2 separate regions of the Anas platyrhynchos genome follow, and region 1 is linked to region 2. A link is a contact called in public Hi-C data. All regions are on one chromosome and are shown on one strand. The core of a region is the stretch at or near the end of the contact, and the rest is flanking DNA. Distances in the headings are between cores, read along the strand shown. Region 1 holds the start of ALG12 (ALG12 alpha-1,6-mannosyltransferase). Region 2 overlaps BRD1 (bromodomain containing 1).

Region 1 (6,350 bases), core at 723-3,222, 99 kb after region 2:
TTTAGAATAAATTTGCTACATAAACACAAAATGCATGCAATTTACAGCTTTTATTTTTAAAAGCACAAAAACATAATTTCACTTAATAAAGAATTTTAAATAATGACCGATAGAGGAATATAGTAAGCAAATACAAATATTTTCACATCATTAACATTCTGACAACTTTCGAAGAATCTTAATCAGAGCTACACAACACAGCAGTACTTATATCTTCCCCCTCCCCCCCCACACCTCCCAAAGGTCTGCCTCAAGATTGAATCTTGAAAGGCAGAGATTTTCAATGCGAGGAATTCACCCCTTCCTGGAATTGAGTGTCAACATTTTTTTTCCTCATTAGAAAAGCCTAGAACATTTTTTCCCCAAGCAGACTTTTTCAATACTTTTTCTGTGGAAGCGTCATTAGTTCCAAGAATGGACTTTTTAATCTTCTCATGAACAATCCATTATATTTGGCTCACTTATGTGTTTTGGGCACGCTTTGGGATAATTATGTTAAGAGCTTGGCGGCCAACCCGAATGCTGAACCTATCTGCAGAGACTGCATTTCACCCCCTCACATGCTCTGTCTGGGAGCATCCAGGCAGAACCACCAAGAGCATCCCAACATGAGGTCCTCCCCTTTTGGCTTGATCTAGCTTGTGTAGAATGTACACAGTATTATCAATAATTTTTATGTTATTGCCATGCTTACATAGCTGTTTCAACTTTGCTTTAAAGCTGACCTCCAAAAGAAGTCAGATTTAAGCCTTGTAGTTGCTGGGATCACTTTTTCTTCTTTTATAAAAAGGAAGATGACCGTTGCTATTTTATATACGTATCCTCACAAGTCTAGGGACTTAGTAAAAGGAAGAAAAAGCAACGGAGATGAGAAATTTCAGCCAAGAAACGAAGACTGTGACAGTACCAGCCACGAAGGCACTACGCAGTTACGCAGAAGATGTTAACTCTTGGGACTGAGGAGATGACCCAGAATGCTACAGATTCCAAAACCAACCAGCAAAAACCAACCCACCCCCCCGCCCCCCACCCGCCCTGCCGCTGGGTGACCACCGAGGCCATCCACACAGCCTGCGGCCCCCCTCTAGCGGCGGCGGCGGGCACCAGCCTACCTCTGTGTCAGCCGGGGGGGAGCAGCGTGCGGGGCCGGGCCACCTGCAGCCGCCCGGCTCTCTCCTCCTTCCTTCAGCCGTCAGTGACCGAGGTGCAGCGACGTCGCGGCTACTGAGCTGTGAACAGAGCAAACCCTTAACGAAGGGCGCTGCGTGCCACACGTGACAGCCCTAATTAGCAATTAACACCTTCCTTCTGTGCTGGAGGCCCTCTGCCTTGCTCAGCAGCCACACAGCGGACGCCTGCAGCCGGTCCGTGCGCCCCCAGCGCTAATCGCGAAGCTGAGACCGCAGCCCCCGCGCCCCCAGGCCTCTCTCCGCGCCTTCACCTCCCCCCGCCGCGCCCCGCACAGCCGGGGAACGCCTCGGGGGCCGCCCCCCCACCCCGGCCCACCTCAGGGACCCGCTTGCAGGAGCCCGCTCTGAGCCCAGGGCGGGGCCGGCCGCTGCCTCCCCTCCCCCCTCCCCCCTCCGCCCCCCCGTGTCCCGGCCCCGTCCCTCACTCGCTGCCGCCGCCTCACAGCGGGCGCCGCCGGAACGGGGATGAGGGACGCCGCGCCCACGTGACCCGCCCCCCCGGCGGCCATGTTAGGTGAGGGCACAGCACGTTCCGCCCCCCCCCCCCAGCCCCACACGCATCCCCTCTATTCTGAAGCAGCCGCCGAGGAGAAATGGCGGCCAGCTCTGAAGCCGGCGCGGGGAGCGCGGCTGCCCTCACCCACCATGGCGACGCGGCGCTCAGCCGCTGGGCGCCACCCCGCCACCCCCGGCTCCCAGCGCACGCGGGGGGCTCCGATTGGCCCGCAGCGTGGCGGGCGCCGGTTGGACCACGTCCCTCCTCTCCGCTGCCTCCACCAATGGGCGCCGGCGGGCCGAGCGTGCGGGCGGCTGACGCGGAAATCCGAATGGGGCTCGCGGGCCGCTGCCTCCCCGGTTGCTACGGTGGCCGGGGCGGGGCCAAGCCGCGCCGGGCGGGCCGGGCTGAGGCGCTTGGCGCTCGCTGAGGCGCTGAGGCGGCTGCGGGCTCCCCCCGGCCCCGCCATGGGGTCCGGCCCCGCGCCGCGCCCGGCCCTGCTGCTGCTGCTGCTGGCCCTGGTGGTGCTGCTGCCGCCGCTCCCTGCCGCCGGTGAGCGGCGCCGCCTGGCGTGCTCCACCTGCCGGGGCATCGTGGACAGGTTCAACCAGGTGCGGGGTGGGGGTGGTGCCGAGGTGGGGTTCCAGCCGCGGGGTGGTTTTGGTGTTTTAATGGGGAGGGAGGGGCTCGTGGTGTGGGGTGTGGGGTAGGGTGTTGGTGGAGGGCACCGTGCCCTAAAAGTTGGGCCCCTCGCTGCCAGAAGGACATCGAGGCCCTGGAGTGTGGCCACAGAAGGGCTGCGGAGCTGGTGAGGGGCCTGGGGCACAGGTCCTGTGAGGAGCGGCTGAGGGAGCTGGGGGTGTTTGGTCTGGAGAAAAGGAGGCTCAGGGCAGACCTTATTGCTCTCAACAGGTACCTGAAAGGAAGGTGTGGGGAGCTGGGGGTCGGCCTCTTCTCACAGGGATATAGTGACAGGGCCAGAGGGAATGGCCTCAAGTTGCTCCAGGGGAGGTTCAGGTTGGAAATGAGGAGCCATTTCTGCTCAGCAAGAGCAGTCAGGCACTGGGACAGGTTGCCCAGGGAGGTGTTGGAGTCACCGTCCTTGGAGGTGTTTAAGAAAAGGTTAGACATGGTGCTTAGTTACATGGTTTAGTGGGCAGTAGTGGTGCTTGGGGGATGGTTAGACCAGATGGTCTTGGAGGCCTTTTCCAACTCTAATGGTTCTACAATTCTCTGCATGTTGTCACCTGCAACAATCTTGCATTGTGGCAGAGGCAGCAAGGGACCTCTGTAGCTTGGGACAGATACTTAATACTTTTTGTGCTTGTGTTCGCTGTTGTATGCTTGAACTTCTGTTTTTTTTTTTTTACAAGGCATATTTAGAGGAGTACTGGCTGTAACTCAGGAAGGTGTGCAGGTCACACCGAATTATTGTTGCCTTTTTACATATTAAAGTTACAACATAGCAAAGTTTGGGCTAAATACTATCAAAATGGAATGAAGCAGAGGGCCCATTTGACTTTTTAATAAAGTTCCTAATAAGTTAAGACTCTCCCATAGTCATGTCTATGTGTTATAGCGCAAGATGCTTTTTTTTTTTTTTATTGAACAATTTGATCGTCAGCTTCAGAATTTTACTGAAGTTTCTGCAATGACATAGAAGTGTTTAATGCTGCTGTTCACTTTTGTTAGAAACAAACTATATTACTTAAATTCTTTTGGTGCTTTTCGCTTACCAGGGATTAGCAGATACTGCAAAGAAGAACTTTGGTGGTGGAAATACTGCCTGGGAAGAGAAGACGTTGTCGAAGTATGAGTCCAGGTAAACTGTCTCAGCGCTTCAGCTTCAGTAGCGTTTCATGTCTGCTGCATGTAACTTTGCAGAACTGGTGTTCATCTGGTACTTGAATATTGAATGTAGCAGCTAATGTTTCATATGTCCAAATTCTGAATTCATTTTGACTAAAATGTAGCAGATTACATTGTATCTGCAGTTTAAAATGAAGATTGACATCCCTTGTTAACACTTTGATTTGTATTGCTTCTGAAAACAACAAAAGTGAATACCATTGTTGGTCATGGTATTTTTTATTTACCCAGTGGAGTCCTAAAGTGACAGTTTTAAATAATGGTCCATAGTTAATTGTTTGTCTTAAAAGGGATGTACATATCTTAGTGTACTGCAGTACTTGGTTTAGAATTAAAGCAGTAACAGCTCCGTATTCAGTATTTTAGCACTGAATAGGAAACTGTTCAGGCTAAGATTACTGTACTCCTTTTCATTTATGTTTGATGACTGAGCAGTATCTCAAATTCAGTTTTTATTCTTAATTGGAATACTGAAAAACAAGGGTGGGATTTCTGAACCTCAGTTACTGTCCAGCTACATGGGCTTTTATCGTATATTAGCAATACCTAAATTTTACTGTTGAGCTTGTTAGAAAACTCTTATCAACGTACAGTTTGCAAGCATAAGTGCAAGCAAGCTGAAGCTTTTCTTGTGGTTGTCCTAATCTTCTTAGTTACCAGAATAAAGAACTAATGAACTTTACTATATTTGCTTTGTCTTGGAACTAGTTCAGAACACACTCTAAACCGATAAAGTATCTTAGGCTGAAGTCTAGCTTCTGTAACATGTTTTGTGTGGTGCCAAGTAATATTTTAAAATTAAAATCATGACTTTTCTTCTCTGCTTGTAGTGAAATTCGTCTTGTAGAGATCATAGAGAATCTCTGTGACAGCAGTAACTTTGAATGTAACAACATGGTAGAGGAGCATGAGGAACATATAGAGAAATGGTGGTTCAAACTGTAAGTATCAATTTTTCTGTGTAGATCTCTGTGCTGATAAACATCAAAGAGGATGAAATATTAACGGTATATTTGGTACCTGGTCAATAGGAATATATTCGTTGTAGCACAGAGATGGAAAGTGTATAATTATAAGTCCACTTTATTCTCCTGTCAATTGCAGAGTACAGGTAGCTGTGGAGGTTCCAAGAGTCATCACGAGGCAACTCGGAGCTGTGCATTCCAAATTTAATTCAGTGCTGCTAATTGCAGCCACTTCTGAATGAAAGTAGTGTTCAGCTATACAACAGCAGAAAGTTAAGAGAACATCTATACACATTTTGGATGAAAAAGAAAGCTTGATAGGATATTTTGTTTACTCAAAGTGAGTAATACTCATTCTCTTATTCAGAGATAACAAAATCATTAAGTGGGTGTTCTTTTTATTACCTTGAGTTGATAAGGTACTAGATCAAGATTTTTCCAGTCCCTGTATTGTTTTCATGGTATAGGAATGCTTTTGGTATTGGAATACGTGACTATCAGGTAGTGATACTGAGTGGTTTGTGTTGGGGATCATACAATGTGGATGAAGGAGCTGGAAATTCATGTAGAGAGTAGCTCATCTACTTTTTCTGTGTCCCCTGCAGAGGTGGACAACCTCCAGTCAGGTGTAATTCAATAGGGTGAACTATCATGAATTACTTCATCACTGGATAAGGATTTTTGATAATCCATTTTTTTTAATGTTTGCTTTATTGCTTCATACTTCTACCTTGCTGTGCGGTACTGAGTATACATTTAACAGTCAAACTAAGGAAAGGGGAGTTAAGCAAGCTAGATCAAACAAGACTGCTTCAGAGAATGCTCTAAAATTTGCAGGACTGAAAGAAACTGATCTTAAATAGAGAATTTGACCAAGTAGACTTCCTAAAATCTAAAAAAAAACACCAAAAAAACAAACAAAAAAAAACATTGTTTTTTGGAAAGCTTCCTTATTTAAGAGATCTGTTGAGTGCAGTTGATCAATTTTGCCTTCTGTCCTTTAATCTAAAAATGTCATTCAGATTGTGAGTTTCCAAAGACAGTTTCTTTGGCTATGGATACCTTAAATCTTTTTTAACAAGGTCTCAGTAGGTTTACTTTTCAGGGTCTGGGCCTTGGAGTGAATACAATCAGCTCTAATAGTTTAGAAGGAGAAGGTGTACATGCCACAGGAGTTGCTGAAGACATAACTTCTTTCAGACTTCATAATTTCTAAACCTTCCTTATGGCTTTCCTTTGTTAAGTTTCTGGAATTTAGTGTCTGTGTGATACCGAGATCTTTTGTTTGTCATTTGAAACTGCAGCAGTCCTTGTGCTTGCTTGCAAAATAATACTTAGTGATTTTATTATTAATCAGGTGTATACTCTAGTGCTAGAGTATCACATAACTATAATATCTTAATATAAAAAATCTTTCTGAAATATTACTTGATTCGTGCTAAAAAAAGTAAAAATAGGAAGACGAATTTTAATGTGCACCTTACCATGAAGTCAGGTTGGCTATAAGTTGAACAAATGTTAATATCTGTCCTGGGTTCTCTTCCATGTAGTTGAGGTAAGCACACAACTGTTATCTTTAAGAGGAATATATAAATATGACTGTTTAAACTATTTACGAATTTTCCCTTAAGGTAAGGTGCTTAAAAAAAAAAAAAAAAAAAAAGGAGGGGGGTCAAGGTGACATTGAAGTCATTTTGTTGGTCATATTTCACTTTTTCATAAATATAAAATTTAGGTAGAGTCTAGTAACAAATAGTAAATTAAAAAACAAACAAACAAAAACTTACATTAAAAAGTCTTCCAGTTACTAGGGGGACTCGTAGTAGTTGG
Region 2 (6,954 bases), core at 1,630-4,129:
TTTATAACTTACGGAAATGGGGCAATATATTGAATGAAGAGCATAGTTTCATATATGTCAAAGACTTCCTCCAACAGTGTTCTTTTTTTTGTTTGTTTGTTTTAAGGATGGCTGGTGTCTCCAACATGATCCAAAATAATTACTTCAAATGTAATTGTCTTTCTGCGCTCCAAAATGATCATTTAATTGGATTCCATTCCATGTTGAGGATAACAGAAAATAATTAGGATCCAAAGAGATAAATACCCAGCATGATATTAGTTAATATGAGAACCTGGAAGACAGTGAAAAAGCCATTAAGTCTCTCTGAAAGGAAACAGAGCTTTTAAATAAATAAGCCATCCCTACGTCAGTGTCAGAGACAGTGAAAATGGTACAAGTGCTCCACGTATTCTAATACTGATTCTCAGCTTAAGTTTAAAAAGGGGAAAACTAGATTAAAGGTTTTACTTTGATTCAGTCCTCTTTGTTGAAAGAGAAAATATATGTAAGTCACTAAAAGCACAGAATAAAATCTCCAAGTGCATGATACACATCAAGAACATGGTTTTGAAATGCATCGAAAAATCCCTCCAATAAGAAGTAGAAAGAGGATGACCCTATCTTAAGAGGATTTATGTATATAAGTATGCACAGAGAGGATAGAGGAACACTTTAAGTTAATAAATAATCAGAAGCTATTGTATTCTTAAACACATAAATGTGCGTATTATAGCAAGAGGAAGGCATCCACAAAGTTTTTAAAAACTGAATTTTACCGTAGATCTATAAATGCCTTTTTCCAACAGGAAACTCTGCAGCGTAGTGAGAGTAATAGAAACAATTATTCTTTTCTGAATATACAGACGAATATTTGAGCATGTCAGAGTTTACATTCCTTAACTCAGTCCTAACAGTACACAGACAAAATAGGAGCCAGTTATTCTTAACATGAAGTTGTCAAATTTGGGGGTTAGGAGTCCCCCTGGAAATTAAGTTTTTAAACATGAAGTTGCTTAAAATTTGGTTTGACAATTGTTCTAAGAAAGCAAAGAAAGCTCAGTGTGAGCCCTTGAAATGGCACCTACATACCGAATAACAACAGCTTTCAAGACCCTAAACAGAAAATTCCACTTCTGTTGGTTCAGGTAACATGTAATGAATACCGCTTAGGGGCTCACAGAAGAGTCATTTTGATATGTTTCAAAAGAATGCTTAAGAATTCATCCTGTATCTACTAATTTGCTTTGAAAACTGAGAGTAAGAAGTCTCTCTGTCTGCTAAAACAGCTGAACACGAACTGCACAATAGGAAGGAAAAGTGATCAATATTTAATAACTGCAACTTTCAAAAGACAAGGATTATCTGTTGCTCTTCTCACCGAAACAATGGGATCATTGTACTGTAGGATGATTGTTCAAGACAATTTAAAATACACAACTGAGAGGGAACACTAACGGGAGAGTTTGAAAACATTCCAGAAAAGAAGAAAAAAAAAGAAAAACAGGGAATATAAGCAGAAACAAATCATAAAAATTGTTTTAAAACTTCTAGAGAGCATCAGCTGTTCTGGTGGTATAGAAAAGACTGATGACAGCAGTAGTAGTATTACTAAAAGCCACAAAAAGCATAAGTACAAGCCTAAAGAATTTAAAATTCACCAAAAATTTAGATTATTTAGTCAGCTCTAGTTGATACAATTTATGATGTGTAAAACACTCACAGATGGTTGCAAAATACAAGGCTCGAGAGCCTGAATGACACATAGATCTATCATATGTCATTCAGGATACAAGAAATACAATGACCATAGAAAATCATTAATATTTAGGAACATTTACTTCTAATTATCTTGGCCAAGACTACTTTTGAAGACTTCTTCAAAGACTTCAGTTTTCTATGTTTACATCTAACAAATTTTGAGATAAATCACAAAAAAAGGAGAACTGAAGGGGCATTGTTAAAAACTTTGTTCTCAACTTGTATCACGAAAAGAGCACGAACACTGCCTGTCAGTTGATCTTACTACAAACTGCCCAGAAGTACCTACAGAGGCAGACTATGTCATTTCCTAATAAGTTATTTTTCTTACGTTATTATCTTAAGGATTTTATACACAGCGTTTACCAACACATTTTTTTCCTTCCTTCTTTTAAAGTAAATATTTCCCTTTAACTGTGGGAACACAATTGCTAGGAATGGTATCAAAAGGAAAAGAAACAGAGCATAAGCATGTCCAACAATCCTACTCTATTAAGAAAAAAAGAAAAAAGAAAGCATGCCATTTACCACGCATTTCCTGTTTAGAGAAATTGGTTCTTAATTTCTGCCTCATTCCAGTACAGTGAGCAGAAACTAGTTTCCTCTATGGATGCTGAAGGAACTAGCGCTGAAGGACACTGGTTACTTCAATGGGAAACACAGAAGAGAGTTATCAATTAAAAATACCCTAAAAAAAAAAAAAAAGGAAAAAAAAAAGAAACAACAAAATACCTATCTACCTATCTCCAGGACTATCTAGGATTCTCAAGCATATGTGCCACTTGATACCATTTCTATTTGCAAAGCCTTACAAATAATACCCAGAAAAATCGATGAAAAAGCAAAGAACAAGATTCAAGAACAATATTCTGTTTCTTCCCAGTATCTTCTTGTTTCTCTGATAAGCACTTATACTGATTTTTTTGCAAGAAGTACATTGGTCACCACCAACACTTTTCTTGCTCTCTTGTTCTGTATTCTTGCAATTACAAGACTGCATATACATTATATATTACTGGAATTGAAATCGTATTTTATGTGTAGTAAAAATGTCCAGGATATACTTATGCTTCCCAGCAGTAGCCTGTATAGTGTTGTGCTTTGTGCACAAGAGTGTTTAAAATGCACCAATGTTTTGGCTATTGCTGAGCAGTGCTGGCACAGCATCAAGGCTGGCTTTCAAGGCCAGCAGGCTTGGGGTGGGGAAGAGGTGGGGAGGGAACACTGCTGGGACAATCTGACCCCAACTATCCCCCCTAAAGGGATACTCCGTACCATATGATGCCACACACAGCAATAAAAGCTAGGAGAACGAAGGAGGAGGTGGGAACGTTTATTATGAATGAGTTTGTCTTTTGAAGCAACTGCTATGTGTACCGAGGCCCTGCTTCCCCTGAAGCCTGCTGATAGGAAGTAGAGAATAATTTACTATTATTATTATTATTATTATTCTGCTTCTGCATATGGCCTTTGCTTTCCTCTTATTAAACTTCATTTATCTCAACCAACAAGTTGTTTTTTTTGTTTGTTTGTTTGTTTTTTAAATTTGTTTTTCCTCATGTTATTTTCTCCTCCTATTCTTTTAAGGAGTGGGAGTGAGTGAGCGGCTGGGTGCACAGAAAGTCAAACCCCCACAACTGATTGTATTCTCTTTGCAGAAGGTTATTGTTCAAGTAGTCTACCTCAATTTCTCAGTTTATTGGATTTTTCTGTCAACGTCTGGTGTTCAATGAGTCTTCAATCAGCATTCATATTTAAAGTGCATAATGTTGCCTGCCTGCTGCAACAAACTTATGAGTTTTACCATCTTAGGGGGCGTCCTTGTCAAACGAACAGCTGAAAAGCAGTTATATAAAAATGTGTAATGTTACACAGCTACTTAATACTGCCACATTGATCAAGTTCTGCAAGACAAAATGGTTAGGTTATAATTCCCATCTCCTTATGGTGACTGACACATAGGTCAACCTAACGCTGAAAAAGACTGTAGATGTTTTATAATCTTGAGCAATTACTAGAAAAAAACAAAAAACACAAAACAAGCAAGTCTTTGTGATATAGTGTCATGTTTGACGTATCACTGTTTTTACTATTTTTTCCCTGAAGTATTAGTGGAATCCATTACAACAGCTCCTATTGTGATCTTGTGATCTAGCTACAAGAACTTCAAAGAATAAACTGAAGAGTAGTTTCATGTAGGAAGACAGTGAACTAATAAACCAAGAAGAGTACATAGTTAAGGATCTTCTGCATATATCCCCAGATTTACAGGATTAACTTAATTGTCTTTTCCTAAATCTACTGGAGATAATTGCTGCTACTTTGAAGATACCAATGGCATTTTGTCAACACTATGATTATGTGGAAGATTATGAGCATTACAGGAAAAATAAGAAATTTTAGTTTTAAAAGACCAACACTGTATTTTCCTATAGCACAGAGCATCAAAGTGCCAGTTCCCAATCACTGTATCTGTGGAAAAGATTGTCTAGGCATTTCTATCTAACAAGCATGCATAAGCATACACATACAATAATACACAGCACCACAATTCAAGTGTCATCTCTGCTGTAACTACTTCAATCCTACTTGGCTGAATGGATCCCTACTCCTTATCTGGCATTTCCAGTCAAAAAGGAAATCTTGCCTGAGGTCTGACTTGAAAGGGCGAAGTGAAACACTTCCCAGGCATTTTCGATAAATCAGAGGAGGTTCTTCTTTGACAGTGTATTGTGTAACTGCTGCAGATGATTTTCTAAACCAATTTTCCTTCATGGAAAGGAGCCTTCAGGACATGAATTTCCTTTTACTTCCAGTTTTCAATTTTGTTTACAGTATTGCCTCAGCAGAAACTTTCATTGTTTATCTTCCTTCTGACTTTGTAAAAACATTTTGAACCTCTATTTTTGCAGAGAATGCAAGTCCAGCACTCTACAATGGCAGGATCCCCTCCCTCTTCCAAATCATTATGGGGGATCTTTACAATCTGACAGATTACAGGCACAGAAAGACTGTGCAATCAAGGGAATGATTGAAGGCTGACAAAACTCTGACATTCCTGAATTTTGCTCTATCAGAGCAGAAAGAGCTAGAAAAATACAATAAATGAAGGATTAACAATTTATCACTTATGGGTTTACAATTTACTATGTCACATTTTGTACTTCAGGTGAATAAGAACCATTGTACAGGAGAAGAATGAAAAGTAACGTGTAACTAACTGATATAAGGAGTGATCCAGACATAAGAATTACATCTCAGTATGGACAGACTCAGCGTGTATGACACAGTGAGAGCGTACACACCACCATGTTCTGCAACTCTTCTTTATGCAGAAGATCTCTTTATGCTTGTAACCATATAATCTTTTCTCACCTGGGGAAAAAACTAACAAACCACCCTCTAAGAGTGTGTTTCATCTTGTGGGGACTGTCTCACCCTCTCTCCACTCGTATTACAACAAGACACCTGTATTTTTTACTTCTATATTCATTGCCTGAAGTTACCACTGGAGTCATATTCATTTTTATGATCATCCATCTCTTAAGTCAGACCTGTAGGCAAATTATGTTCTAAAGAGGTCAAAAATAATGGTGATCTGTATACTGGTGATTTGATAAACTCTGGTACTGTACATTCCTGATACAAGGGATTCTGTAACACCAAAGCGTGAATTTTAAGGTAGGTTACTACAGAGCCCCACCACCCAGGGAAGCGTGTTCTTAATTCATAAGCATAATATGGATCTCCAAACTTTTTTTTTTTTTTAATTACCTTCAATAAACCCCAGTTCTCATCCCACCATCTGTATCACAAAGAAAAATGAGTTAGTGTTAAATGCCACAGATGAAGCACAGAGGGTACTATGACATTTTATTTTTTAGAAAGTCAAACCTGGGCCAAGAATGAGCTAAGCAGTCCAAAAAATATGAAATGACAAAATATAGCAAAAGCCTCCACAATTCCTACAGCATCAAGAAAAACAGAAGGGCATCTAGAAATATTTTTTTATTATTATTATAACAGAAGATTCAGTTATATTGATCTTAGAAAACACAGCAACTCTTAAGTTAGATGCTAATAATTGTCTTTTTTGTCATTCAAAAGATAGTGCTTTAAAGAGATTTACAGGTTTAAGACCCAAGAAAAGTTTCTAAAATTGTATACTTTAGCTTATGCATGCACAGACTCCACAGAAACAGAACATTTATCCAGCTGTTCATCAAGCCCCACTGCTCTTGACTATGCTGCTCTAAAGAAGCAGTAAGCAAAATCTTTTTTAATGGTGAGTAAGTTAGTATCATACTTTAGATGCAATCAACCAAAAGGAGCATTTATGCTTAAATGTTGATGCAACTGTTGACTGGTTTAAAATAGTTTACATTCCTGTCCTCCTTACTTATGCTCTTATTTTATTCCACATGTATTACAAAATCCTACCCTATTTCTCAAAAATTTTCAATAAATCCAACTAACAAAAAATTTAGTAGGGCTGCCAGAATTATTGTCTGAAGCATTAGTGGGCCAAATACAACACGAGTACTCTTCCTTTGCCCCCCTCTTCTCTCCATAGTCTGCCCCCTGCTCTAGGCGATTTGTCAGTTTTACAGTGGCCTACCACCACATTTTAAAAAATAAAAAGGCAATTTATCAAAAGCAAACAAAACTAGACTAACATTTCCCCCTTCACCACAGAACTGTTGGCAATATTCTAGTCAAACTTAGCTTCCTCAGCCTCCTTGGTACTTATGTGTTACTGTGCAGTCTGGTTCTATCCTGACAATTTAGCAGTTGAGCTCCTGAAGTCCCCGTATCTGTACATTGAGAAATTTAACAAGCCAGGGGACAATTCCTTTCAAACCTTCGCAATCTCCAATGCTTTGTTTGCGTTTACACCTTAAAACATTTCATGCTTTGAAATTCCTGAAGAAAGGCAGCTGACGTTTTTGGACATCACTAAGTGCTTAAATTTCTAAATTTCATGTCATATTTTACAGGAAGCAATCAGTATGAATCTAAAGAAAAAGAAAAAGAGTAGATGTAATTCAACATATAAAGAGTCTGGATATGTCCACAGGTTTAGTCAAATTACTGCATTTTACTACTCATGAATATGCAACAGACACTGCCATTCTTATCTATGATAACCAGACTTTAATAATTCTGTTTTCAAAATTCATTTTTTTTTTTTAACTCAGCTAACTCTAGCTTAGA

Evidence for each region. A called contact is a pair of places that touch in the nucleus more often than the background predicts.
Region 1: a contact with region 2 is called in a Hi-C map of F5 follicle, with 3 times the contacts expected there. The contact joins the promoter of ALG12 here to the enhancer-like site in region 2. A contact is called at or near these places in 4 of 8 Hi-C or Micro-C datasets (F5 follicle, liver, small yellow follicle and 1 more).

The regions. Positions count from the first base shown.
Region 1 is chr1:19,644,287-19,650,636 of IASCAAS_PekinDuck_T2T, forward strand. It overlaps ALG12 (ALG12 alpha-1,6-mannosyltransferase), which reads right to left and starts at 1,973. Exons shown (of 11, transcript XM_072033051.1): 1 at 1,835-1,973; 2 at 1,113-1,229. CRELD2 (cysteine rich with EGF like domains 2) reads left to right here and starts at 1,821. Exons shown (of 10, transcript XM_027458555.3): 1 at 1,821-2,297; 2 at 3,426-3,508; 3 at 4,386-4,496. The coding sequence starts at 1,836.
Region 2 is chr1:19,543,917-19,550,870 of IASCAAS_PekinDuck_T2T, forward strand. The region is part of intron 10 of BRD1 (bromodomain containing 1); the gene reads right to left. Among named protein-coding and RNA genes, the nearest start is that of BRD1, 51 kb to the right of the region's middle. Within about 2 kb of position 2,880, at least 4 of the 8 cell types and tissues checked have an H3K27ac peak or open chromatin away from gene starts, as enhancers often do. A contact at or near this core is called in F5 follicle and small yellow follicle, where this site is marked.